2 separate regions of the Oryctolagus cuniculus genome follow, and region 2 is linked to region 1. The links are chromatin contacts, called in public Hi-C maps. All regions are on one chromosome and are shown on one strand. Each heading gives the region's core, a stretch centred on a gene start, on an enhancer-like site or on the middle of the called end of the contact. The rest is flanking DNA. Distances are from core to core; before and after follow the strand shown. Region 1 holds the start of ELOVL5 (ELOVL fatty acid elongase 5). Region 2 overlaps ELOVL5 (ELOVL fatty acid elongase 5).

What was found. Hi-C and Micro-C count contacts between places; a contact is called where the count stands out from the background.
Region 2: a contact with region 1 is called in a Hi-C map of an unstated tissue, with 2.4 times the contacts expected there. The contact joins the enhancer-like site here to the promoter of ELOVL5 in region 1. A contact is called at or near these places in 3 of 6 Hi-C or Micro-C datasets (ear pinna, psoas muscle and an unstated tissue).

Annotation. Positions count from the first base shown.
Region 1 is chr5:116,434,861-116,441,150 of mOryCun1.1, forward strand. It overlaps ELOVL5 (ELOVL fatty acid elongase 5), which reads left to right and starts at 3,947. Exons shown (of 8, transcript XM_002714509.5): 1 at 3,947-5,573.
Region 2 is chr5:116,512,126-116,517,995 of mOryCun1.1, forward strand. ELOVL5 (ELOVL fatty acid elongase 5) reads left to right here. Exons shown (of 8, transcript XM_002714509.5): 4 at 464-541; 5 at 1,434-1,605; 6 at 4,213-4,337. Among named protein-coding and RNA genes, the nearest start is that of GCM1, 61 kb to the right of the region's middle. Within about 2 kb of position 2,771, at least 4 of the 8 cell types and tissues checked have an H3K27ac peak or open chromatin away from gene starts, as enhancers often do. A contact at or near this core is called in ear pinna, where this site is marked.

The DNA.
Region 1 (6,290 bases), core at 2,697-5,196:
TATCTATGTCCTAAAAATATTTAGCTCATTAATATGCTATAGAATGGAATAAGTAAGTTACAAAAGTTCTGACAAGCAGCAATGTTGAGTCTGTCTTTGTTTAAAATGTTATCTTTAGCATAACTTAGCATTTGAAGTAGTTGAGAACAGACTTTAGTTCAAGTCTTAATTCTGCACTAATTGGCTTTATAGTCTCAGGTATACCCCTTAACTCTTCTTCAGCTCCATATTCTTATCTCATTTTGGTGTTGAAAGAATAAAATGAAATTTTAGGAACTTATAAGTAGCCAAAAAGGAAAGAATTGGTACCAAATTTTATTTATCATCAAAATAAATATCACCATAATTTGTATTTCTAGAGAAAGTCCTTGGTATTCAAGATAACTAGTGCATTTATAGAGAGAATAAGATAGCTCAAACCCACGCAATTTAAAACCTAATGTTTCCTTTTCATCATAACTGTAATCACAGTCTTTATTCACAGCACTTAAAAAGGTTAACTTTCTTGGTACAAGTTAATTCTTCAGATTTTAATATTTCAGGAAGATGGAAGAGAAATTTACTTTCATTAACATGATACCGATAGATAATACTTTTCAAATTATTATAGTTGATATTTTCTTCTCTTTGACAAGTTTTGACCAAACGGTACCTTAAAAAAAAACGTATTTTACTGATTTGCACTTAACTTTTCTATTCACTCATTTGCTAGCCATTCAATATTTATTTAGCTCTTACTAGGTGCCAGGCAGTGCTCTAAGTCTGGACGTACAGAGTGATCAAAGCAAAGTTTGTGCCCTCAGCTTACTGGGGTGGGGGAAGGAGGAGATGATAAATATTAACAAGTAAATCTGTAATACAAGAGGATTTCCAACATTTGAGGGAAAATGTAATGAAAATATGTGTCTTTTGGTGCAAAAACATTAAATCCTTACATAGATTTTTCCATAATATGAATTAAATGCTAAGGAGAAAACTTAAGCAGAGTGAAAGATCTCTACAATGTGGGAGACAGGGAGGGAGGTGTTGCAAAACTGAAGAGCGGAAAAGTCTCTGAGATGACATTTATGCAGAGAACAGAATGAAACAAAAGATATTAATCTTGGAGGTTTCTGGGTTAGATCATTCGAGGCCTGAGGGACTAGTAAGTGCATAGTCCTTGAGGCAGTCAGGTGTTCAAGGAATAAGAAAGAGGTCATTGTGGATGGAAAACAGGGAAGCTTTAGAAGGCCAGAGAAATGGCAAGGTGCTAAGTCATGAAGGATCTTATAGACCATTGTAAAGATTTGACTGTTCCTCTCCATGGGATGTGAAGTTGATAGATGGTGGTAAACAGACATGTGCCATAATTTGGCTTTGGTTTGCAAAAGGATCACTCTGACTGCTGGTGTGAGCCAAGACTGTAGAAGGCAAAGGTAGAAGGACACATTCAGTTAGTAGGGGCTATGGTTTGAACACGTCTATGCATGGATTTTCAAAAATGTTTTGTATCAAAATAAACATCTTTTGATTCTACTTTTCACTAACTTCATAAGGTATCTTTGGAAAATTTGTCCCCTCCAAAACTCATGGTGTAATTTGATTGTCATCTTGGCGGTGTTGGCAGAGGGACCTTTAAGAGTTGATTACATCCTTAAGTGGGATCAATGCCTTTCTTGCAAGAGTAGATTGTTATAAAGGAGGCCCCTCTACCACACCTATTTGCTAACCCTGCTGTTTTTCTGCCAAGTTATGATGCATACAACAAAAGGTTGTGTCACAAGATGCCCAATCTTAGACTTCTAGCCTCCAGAACTGTGAGCTAAAGAAACCTCTATTCTTTATGAATCAATTAGTCTCAGATATTTTATTATAGAAACAGAAAATGGACTATTGCAAAATTCTGGACAACTACAAGTAACAAAGTGGGTGGCTATGGTAGAGATGATGAAAAGTAAACATCCTGGGTACATTTTGAAGGTCAAATAGTAGGGTTTTACTGATGTCTTGGAAGTAGGAGGTGGGAAAAAGAGAAAAGTTAAACCCATCTCTAAGACATTTGGCCTGAGAATCTGGATTGGTGGAGTTGTCATTTACCTATCTGGGGAAGATCATGGGAAAATCAAGTTTGGGAGCAAATCAGTTGATTTTTGATTATCCTTAGTTTGAGATGCCTTTTAGACATTCAAGAGGGGAAGTCATTAAAAGGCATTTAGAGTCCAAGGGGAAAGTATGGGCTGGAGAAATATATTTGGGAGTCAGCAGTGCATACACAAAGTTCAAAGGCATGAAAGGAGAAGCAGATGTAGATAGAGAAAATTGAGAATGAAGAGCTTGTTCATCTTTCATTCACTCCCAGATGGAACACTGAAGAGTATAAAAGTATGTATAGAGGAAGAGACTGAAATAATCCAAATTGTTCATTATTTCAGCAGATATTTGAGCATCTGCCATTTCTAGAAGTTCTGCTAGGCACTGAGAAAACAACATGGCAGGCCAGGCCTGGGCAATGCCTTCAGGTAGTACATAGTCATCAAGATGAACACTCAAGGATGAGAATCAAGATAACCCACAGTACATGTTGTCCAACATGTAGAAGCAAGAGGAGGAACAGCAAAGTAACAAGGGACGTGTGGAGCTGACTCTCAAGATCTAAGGAGGAAAGGACACCGCCTTTAATCTCTTCTGCCTCCAGTAAAGATAATGCAGGCCAATAGGAATTTAGGGCAGCAAGATAGCAGAAAATAAAAATTAGAAGAGAAGGAAAAAAGTATCAACAGAGGGACAAACAAACAAAAAAAAGGAACAGAGACTGTGTATTATCTGCATAAAATAGTTTATAACTTGGCCTATATTTTAATCAACTTTGAAACATCCAAAGGCGAATGTCATGCAAATACTGCCTAATCAAAGAACAGTTTCATTAATTAGAAATGCATTCTAAGGAACTTCCAATTGTATTTTTGAATTCAACTGTAGCTGCTGTAACAATAAAATGCCCAGGATGTTACATACTTTTTTCTCAAAAGCAATACTATACCAACTTCTAACACACTTAGATTGTGTGGAGATTTGGGTCCACTGATGAAACCTAACAGCAACAGCTAGAATGCTGCAGAATTTAAGAATAAATAAAGAGAAGGAGGAGGTAGAGAAGAAGAAAATAGCTCTAACGAAGGTAACAAAATATCATTTCTTGGGGGACTCCCACAGTGTTTTGTTACCAAGCCTATCTGTGTTCCTTATCAGGAAGGTGGGTTAATGGGGCAAGGACGGCTGCAGCACAGTCCTTAGATTTTGGCCGGCCTGGAGTCTGCTTCTGATGCTCCATAAAACCTTTCTTGAATTCCATTACTCAGTATGCCTGGTATGGAATCCTAGGTGTTCTTTGGGTTTATTTGGAAAGAATGCTCACAGTTATGTCAGTTTGACCACTTTTCTTGCGGCTTTACCCGTGAATGCCATGACGTTGAAATCTGGAGTGATTCTATCACGGTCATATTACTTCACACACCAGGGTGTACGGTTAGCTATTAGGGAGTGGGGAGTTCCTTCCAAATGACATATTTATGTCTTGGGAATCCTAAGTCTCTGGCTGAGGGAAGAATGAGAACATGATCTTGTTAACTTAATGTTTGAGAGGAATTAATAATCCTAGGACTTGACCACCCGATTGAGAGTTGGAATGTGGAGCTGAGAATGGAAGCACCAGGGTGAGGATGGTGATGGTGAGGGACTTCATTCATTCATACAAAATGTATTTATTGAGTTCCTATTATAACCGAGGGAACCACACTAAAATCTACAGATAAACCTCCAATGGAATTTACAACCCAAAACAATGGAGTACGTGCACCCAGGAGATTGAGTGAGATAAAACAGTAGATAGCTATGACGCAGAGTGGTCAATGCTATCAGTCAACTATGAGCCATTAGCCACAGAGTATGGAAAAGACACCATGGAAAGAAAACATTACAACTTTATTTTTATATTAAAAGTCATCTACTATTTAACATTAACTTGAAGTTACATGTCTATAATTAAAGAAAAATGCAGATATTTTAGTAGCATGGGCTTAACATTTAACTGACAATTGAATACAATACAAACAACTGACTGTGGTATAAAACTCGAGATTGTTTGAATCCCACACAAAATCTGAAACTTTTAAACCCGGAAAGGCAGAACTTAGGGTGACAGATAGCTGAACCAGCCCTGGCTTTGAACTGTTGGAAGAGGGATCAAAGCAGATATGATACCAAAATCTCTATGGCACCAGCTTATGCTTTTCACATGCCCAGTGAAACAAAGTTCTGTAACTCTTGGACTTTATTGTAGCATTTACCAGGCTGCATTATTTTTCCCAGCTGTATGTCATTTTACAGGTGGAGGGGGCCCTTGAAGTATTTTCGTTTTATTTACTTCTAACACCTAGCATATATTGTCTGGTAAACTGAAGACATTCAGTCTACAGAGTTGAAGGGCAAATAGGCAACAATACCAATTATCTGTGACGAAGACATTTAGATTATCCAACGCAATAGCTCAGTGCCTGGGACACACTGGCACGTGATAAACATTAGACTGTAAATAGGTGAAAGAATAGATTTGCCTGCATTAAATGGCTGACGGATGGATGAACACGGTGTAGTAGAAATACAGAAGGAAGGACATGAGAAAGCTAAATTTCTGACGCTTGAAATAGGATGAAGGCCTTATTTGGATAAGTCCAAATATCGGTGAAAAACTGCAAGACTCCTCTGCTTGTGCCCTGCGCCTCTTTTGTCTTAAATGCAGAACTTGCCTCTTCGAAAAAAGCATCACTCACTCCACCACGTTCCCTCCTTTTACAAGTCTTTGGAGTAACTTCTTGAGCGGAAATGGAGCTGGTAGTGACAAATAAAGAAAAAAAAAACGCCCAGGAAAAACAACAGGGTAACTCTGTCCTAAGGGAGCTGAGGCTGCAGCAAGTTTTGTGGTTTTGTGTGTGTGTGTGTGTTGCTGTTGCTTCCCTCCAGTAGTCTCCCGCAGACATTTAACCCTTTCAGGTAAAACCAAGACCTACATCCCCTTCAGGACCGTGGAGGCCGTTCGGAGGGCGGGCTGCCGCCGCCCAAATGCGGTCACCGACTCCTGCCACCGCTGGGATCAAAAGAATCAAAGAGTTCAGAGCAAGGGGAACTTCACTGCCGCTAATGCGCAGGCTCTCGGTTCCACGCAGGCTTATTCGGAAGAAAGGGGGATAAAATCGCCCCGAGACACGTGAACCCGCGGGGACCAACCCCGGCCTCGGCTCCCCACCGCATCGGACCCTGGAATTTACAATCACGAAAGTTCTACCGCCCCACGATTGGCTGCGGGGCCACATGACATCATAGCGCTTGATTAATCCTTCGCGCCCCGATTGGCCGGCCGCGCCATTGTGACGTCACGGTCAGCCCACGTTCTGATTGTAGATACCCGGCGCCTTCCTCTTCCCATCGCGGCGGATCCTCGCTCGCGGCGCCTCCCTCCGACATCCTCCCAGGCTCTGCTGGCCACCGGCGCTCCGCTACCGCCGCCGCGTCGCTGCTGCTGCCCTTGGGGCCAGGAGGTAAGCCGGCAGCTCCGGGAAACTTCGTCTGCGGCTGCCGCTCGCCATGACACCCACGTTCGCGCGCCCGGGGAGCGGGGAGGCGAACTGCCGTTAGGTCCCAGACCCGGCGGTGCGGACCGAGAGCCGCCGGCGTGGCCCGCGCTCCACCCCGCGGCCGCCAGCCGGGCCGGCGTGGGGACGGCTCGGCCCCTCGGCGCCGAGGCCGAGGAGGGCGCCTCGGGAGCTCCGCCGTGATGCTGTCGCACCTGTTCGGCGGGTGGCAGCCGCGCGCGGGCTCTTGGCCGGGCTGACGGACGCCGCGGGGACTCGACGCTTTGCCCAGACGGGAGCTGATGGATGGGGCTCGGCGCGCCCGAGTCCTCCCGCCCCGTCGGGATGAACTCGCGGGTGAGAGGTTCTGCGAGCGCCCTCCGCCCTTCCTTGTTTGGGGGTGGGGGAAACGAGACGTAGGCGAGTTTGGGGACCTGGTGCGGGGTCGCGGGTCGGCTTAGGCATCCGTCGCTCCGGCCTTGCCCTCTTCTCCCCGTCTCGGTCAGCCTTCGGGACCTTCCATCCGCCTCTCGGAGGAGGCCCGCTAGCCGCGGACCTCTTCGGTTTTTATTAAAACCAGATAACCGCAGCCCTCGGTATTCGGGGAGGGATGGCCGGTGGGCTGGCGAGAGAGGGCGGAGACTGGAGGGCCACCGGGCGGCCCTTTTAGGGAGTCTGGGCGCG
Region 2 (5,870 bases), core at 1,521-4,020, 76 kb after region 1:
AGGCATCACCAGGGAACCTGCTGCAACCCGATCCAGTCCCCCACCCCCATGGGCTGGGCTGTTACTTGCCCTGCAAGTGGGTCCAATACTGCCCTCTGGAGTTTGAGGAGCACTGACAGGGAAAGTGGCTCCAGGCTGCTGGGGGACCCAACACTGCGTTGGTTGAAGGAGTAATGAACTCGGGACACTGCAGTGGCGGTGTGAGAAAGGAGAGCCTGTGAAGAGAGCAGGCTGGGAGTGCCTCCCAGGTCCCCACTCAGTGTGTGGACGTGCCCACCCCTGTGGAAGTGAGGCTGCACTCATGCAGACTTCCCCTTTGGTCACATGTCCCTACAAGTACATTCTCCCTTAAAGCAGACCTAGCCTAGCAGAGCCCCAAGTGCATTGTCACAGACCCTGAAACAAATGGCATTGAATGCAGTTGGGCTGTCTGTGGTTGCTGACGCTTTTCCCTCTTTTTCAGTTAGTTACTGGAGTATGGGAAGGCAGATACAACTTCTTCTGTCAGGGCACACGCAGCGCGGGCGAATCGGACATGAAGGTACTGGCTGTCTCTTGTTGAAGAGTATTTGTGATTTGTATGTGGTTGCGTGGCTTTTAAAATAAAGAAATTGTACAAAAGACAACATGGATCAGAACCTCACTGCCCAGGTAATTCCTGTTGACACTTTGTAAAAGAATAGGAAAAAAGCAACATGAAAATTGAATAATGTGAAAGGTACAAAATGAAAAGTAAAGCTTTCCCCTTTGGAAAAATAACTCCTGTTAATGGTTGAAGGGAAAAATCTGCATTTATTGTTATTTGTGTTCAAGTTACATAAATGGACTCATGAGAACAATCTCTTAAAATATTTTAATCATTCTTATAAATACTCTCTGAGCAGTGATGTTAAACATGGAATCCAACTTCACTCAAAAAAAATTTTTAATGAAGTCTGTCAACTCGGCATGGGCAGTCATTTTCTTAGAGCACCTGTTTGGCATATTTAACTGGGCAGGGTCCTGACCCTGCAGGTCTGATTCTTTTCTTCTGTGCTTCCTGTCACCTGCTCTATGCAAAGTCCCTGGCATCAGATGCATCTTTCAGGTAGTTTTTCTGTAATAGTAGCTCTGCAGACTATTTCCAGAGGGAATACACCAACATCAAGGTTTTAAACCCTGAGCTTCCTGTTTTTGTTAGTCTTTAAGGGTGTCAGGGGGCCTTTTAAAACTTCCCAGGTTGTCCTTTCAGCTGCCCTCACCCACCTCATGGTATATTTTAAAAGGCACTTTGAATGCCAGGAGCTCCCCACTGCTCAAGAACATTAGAAGGCAGTAGGGTGCTTGGGCTGCTCCCAGTTGGCATTGGATCTTGGGATGTTAGCGAAACAGCTCTGAGATGTCCCAGAGCAGCATGGAGGATGAGCCTTCAATCTTTGACCCTTTCCTCTTAGATAATCCGTGTCCTGTGGTGGTACTATTTCTCCAAACTGATAGAGTTCATGGACACCTTCTTCTTCATCCTGCGCAAGAACAACCATCAGATCACCGTGCTGCATGTCTACCACCACGCCTCCATGCTGAACATCTGGTGGTTTGTGATGAACTGGGTCCCCTGTGGCCACTGTGAGTACTGGAGACAAGGGGGCTTGGGGAACAGGGGTGAGCAGATGTGCTGAGTTCCAACCAGGGCTTTCAGGAAAGGTGCTTCTTTGTTGATTTCTAAGTCAGGAATTTGAACTCTATGTCCAGATTGCTTTTAATGAGAGTTTGTGTGGCTCGCGCTCGGAAGACCTTTTGCTGGTTGCGTAAACATCCTTTGCCTGAAGGAGGAGATAAGAGAGATAACCAGCCAGGGGAATACTGAGAAATAGACACAGCATTTTCGTCATAGAGGGCAGCTGTTCCAGGTTCTTTCTAAATCCTCCTGACTTTATGGTGTCAAAGTGCTGCAGACCAGGAAGGAGGAATCACACCTTGGAGCGATTGCCAGGAAAAGAAACTGACTGTCAAATACTTTTGCCAAGTCATATACCAGGACATTTCCATTTAGTCTAATGAAGTCTAGTTGTCAGGGTGTCTATATGTGACAAGCACTAAAGTTTGGTGTAAATTCTGTAAGGTTCCATATGGTTTCTGGAACACTTCTGTTAGAGTCTTGAAGCTTATTGTCTTAAGCCTTGGTTTTCAAAGGCTAAATTGTCAGGACTTTCCCCATACAGCTCCTCTGCGCTTGGGAGGAAGCTGAGACCCTGGAAGGGTTGGTAGAGCTTGGGCTCCAGGTTCCCACCCCTAGTGGTTTTTCCCTTTCATCACACTTCATGACTGTGGCTGAGCTAACCCAACCAACATTCAGTAGAAACAGCGCCTCCTCACATTCAAGGAGTGCTTTAAGTTTGTAGAGAACTTGCAGGATGACAGATTGTAACTAGTCCCACCAGGCCCATAAGAATCTGAACCAGAGAATGGACCCCGCTCATCCAAGGGCACAGGGCCAAGGTGCTGTCATAGCTCGGAGTGGAAGCTTGTTCCCTGACACTGATCTGTGCACCTCCAACTGCAGAGGGAAAAGCAGGATAGCTTTGTTTGGTTGCTTACTGTCAGGGAGGAGGGCAGAGAATCTAAAAAAAGAATTTGTGGTTCTACTAGAAATTGAAAATCATGTGACAAGAGAGATCTTTTATCCCTGAGGGACTGGGCTCTATTAATAAAACTGTATGACCTCAGCACTGCAGTCCAGGAGAATAACAGGAGGTGACTTCAGAGGCCTCTCCCAGCCTCAGCAAATGTGTGCAAACAGCCAGCTTTGAGCACGCTGCCCGTTGGCTGCCTTCCCCAGCCTGCAGAGTAGCACAGCTGAGGCAGTTGGGTGTGGAAAGAGAAGCAGCTGCCTCTGGAAGTTGCTCAAACTCTGACAGCAAAGCCTGCAGGTGCCAGAGAGGGCAGGTGGTACCATGGCTGCTGTGTCAGATGCCCACCTGGCAGCTCCAGCTGACCTCTGAGCTAAAAGAGCATCCTGATTGATGGCTGCCGGCCAAAGTGGAAGTTGACTTCTCATTACACACCTATGCAGTGCTTGGGGCGGCAGTGTTTGTCAGCCCCCGTTCAAAAACATCCTATTCAAAGAGAATGTTGGGAGCTGCTATCTGGCATAGTGATTAAGATACTGTGTGGGACACCTGTATCCCATATCAGAGTTGCCTGGATTTGAGTCGTGGCTCTGCTTCCAGTTCTGGCATCCTGCTAATGTGCACCCTGGGAGGCAGCAGGTAATGGCCTTAGTACTTGGGTCCCTGCCACCCACATGGGAGACCTGGATTGGGTTTCAGCCTCCTGACTTCAGCTTGGTTCAGCCCTGGCTGTTATGAGTATTTGGTGAGTGAACCAGCAGATGAAAAATGTCTCTCTGTCTCTGTAATTAAAAATAAATAAATAAGTAATCTTAGAAAATTTGTTTATTTATTTGAAAGACAGAGCAAGAGAGACAGAAAGACATCTTCCACCTGCTGGTTCATTCCCCAGATGGCCACAATGGCCTGGGCTGGAACAGGCTGAAGCCAGAATACTGGGACTCCATCCAGGTCTTCCACATGGGTGGCAAGACCCAACTACTTGAACCATCATCCACTGCCTTCCCAGGCACATTAACAGGAAGCAGAGGCCAGCGCCCCGGCTCACTAAGCTAATCCTCCACCTTGCGGCACTGGCACACCGGGTTCTAGTCCCGGTCGGGGCACCAGATTCTGTCCCAGTTGCCCTCTTCCAGGCCAGCTCTCTGCTGTGGCCTGGGAGTGCAGTGGAGGATGGCCCAAGTACTTGGGCCCTGCACCCCATGGGAGACCAGGAGAAGTACCTGGCTCCTGCCATAGGATCAGTGCGGTACGCTGGCTGCAGCGCGCCGGCCACGGCAGCCATTGGAGGGTGAACCAACGGCAAAAAGGAAGACCTTTCTCTCTGTCTCTCTTCTTACTGTCCACTCTGCCTGTCAAAAAATTAAAAAATAATAATAATAAAAAAATTAAAAAAAAAAAAAAAACAGGAAGCAGAATTGGAAATAGAGCAGCCTGGACTCAAACCAGCACTCTGATATGGGATACCAGCATCACAAGTGGCTTAACCTGCTGTGCCACAATGTCAGCCACATAAATTTCTTAAAACAAGAATCTTGCCCTTTTTGTCTGTTATATAAAATACTGTTGCATCTTCTTCCCCAAATTCCATGTGTTCCTGCAGCTTATTTTGGTGCCACACTTAACAGCTTCATCCACGTCCTCATGTACTCATACTATGGTCTGTCCTCCGTGCCATCCATGCGTCCGTACCTCTGGTGGAAGAAGTACATCACTCAGGGGCAGCTGGTGAGTGACTCCATCCTGGGTGGACACAGACCTCTTCCTGGCTTTAGTAGGAGTCCCTAAAGACCCTTCCCCTCCCTTGCCTCATTTGATCCAAGTAAGTGCTTGAAAGAGGCAAATAAGTGACTTTCCTCATTTTTAATTGATGGAGAAACTGTACTCATGGTGTACAGTAGTTGAGTTGTAGAATGAGGACTGTAACTAACTTCCCACCTGCAAGTTCACTTCGTTCCTCTGTGAGTGTGTGTGTATGTGTGTGTGTGTGTGTTCTAATTGTAGTCCCAAACCAGGATTTAGGAGGAGCTGTGGAGTAGCAGGAATCGGACACTTGCCACTGATTAGGCAGCAAGGGTATTTGCTAAGGCAGGTGCAGGGTGGCCATGCAGCCCCTGTGCAGTGGGGCACCTGTCGGCAGGGGTGGCACTTGCTCTGCCTCTGCTGACAACCCTTATCCCCAGGCCCACCCTGCAAGGGCCAAGACAACTGTTAGCACTTGGTGCTCACCATTCTTTCTTAAGCCTTTCCCAGTTGTCGGTATATTATAGACCCCACTCCTCGCTCATGAATTCTTTCATGAACTAATTATTAATACCTCACTACTCAAAATCAAGACAGAGAAACGGAAAACAAAGCAAGACGTGGTTACAGCTGGACTTGTATAGCTCCAGATATCAACTCCCCAGCAATGAGAAAGTCACCTATGGCTAAATGACAAGTTTACAAGACCCTGTACAAGCTTCCTCATAGCCCAAAGGATTTAAACCCTGAGCCAGCTTCCCTCACTCCATTGGAGACCCGTTCCTCACGTGAGGACGTTCTCCTTTTTTTTTTTTTTTTTTTTTGACAGGCAGATTTAGACAGTGAGAGAGAGAGAGACAGAGAGAAAGGTCTTCCTTTCCGTTGGTTCACCCCGCCAAGTGGCCACTACAGCCGGCGCATTGTGCCGATCCGAAGCCGGGAGCCAGGTGCTTCCTCCTGGTCTCCTATGAGGGTGCAGGGCCTAAGCACTTGGGCCATCCTCCACTGCCTTCCCGGGCCACAGCAGAGAGCTGGCCTGGAAGAGGAGCAACAGGGACAGAATCCGGGGCCCTGACCAGGACTAGAACCCCGGGGTGCCGGCGTCGCAGGCAGAGGATTAGCCTAGTGAACCGCGGCGCTGGCCCAAGGGCTTTCTCTTTCTTCAATAAACTTTGCTTCTGTGCCTGCCCTTCCTTGTCCATGATCTTCATTCTCCATGGTCTGAGACAAGAATCAAAGAGTTCAGAACCACAGACTCCTGCAATGTTACCAACACATGATCAGAAATGCAACCATGAGTGTGTCCTCTGGTAAACGTTTATTAAAACTCATTGTGTCTTGTTCTCAAAAAAAATATTATTATTTATTAATACCAACAATGTTAAACACTGACTTTTGTTAAATGTTTACCACATGTCAGGTCCTCATGTTAAGTAAGTGACTTTACATGGAATGTTCTAGCAGCCTGATTTCATATTATTGTCCCCACTTGGTAGATGAGGACATTAAGGTGTTGGG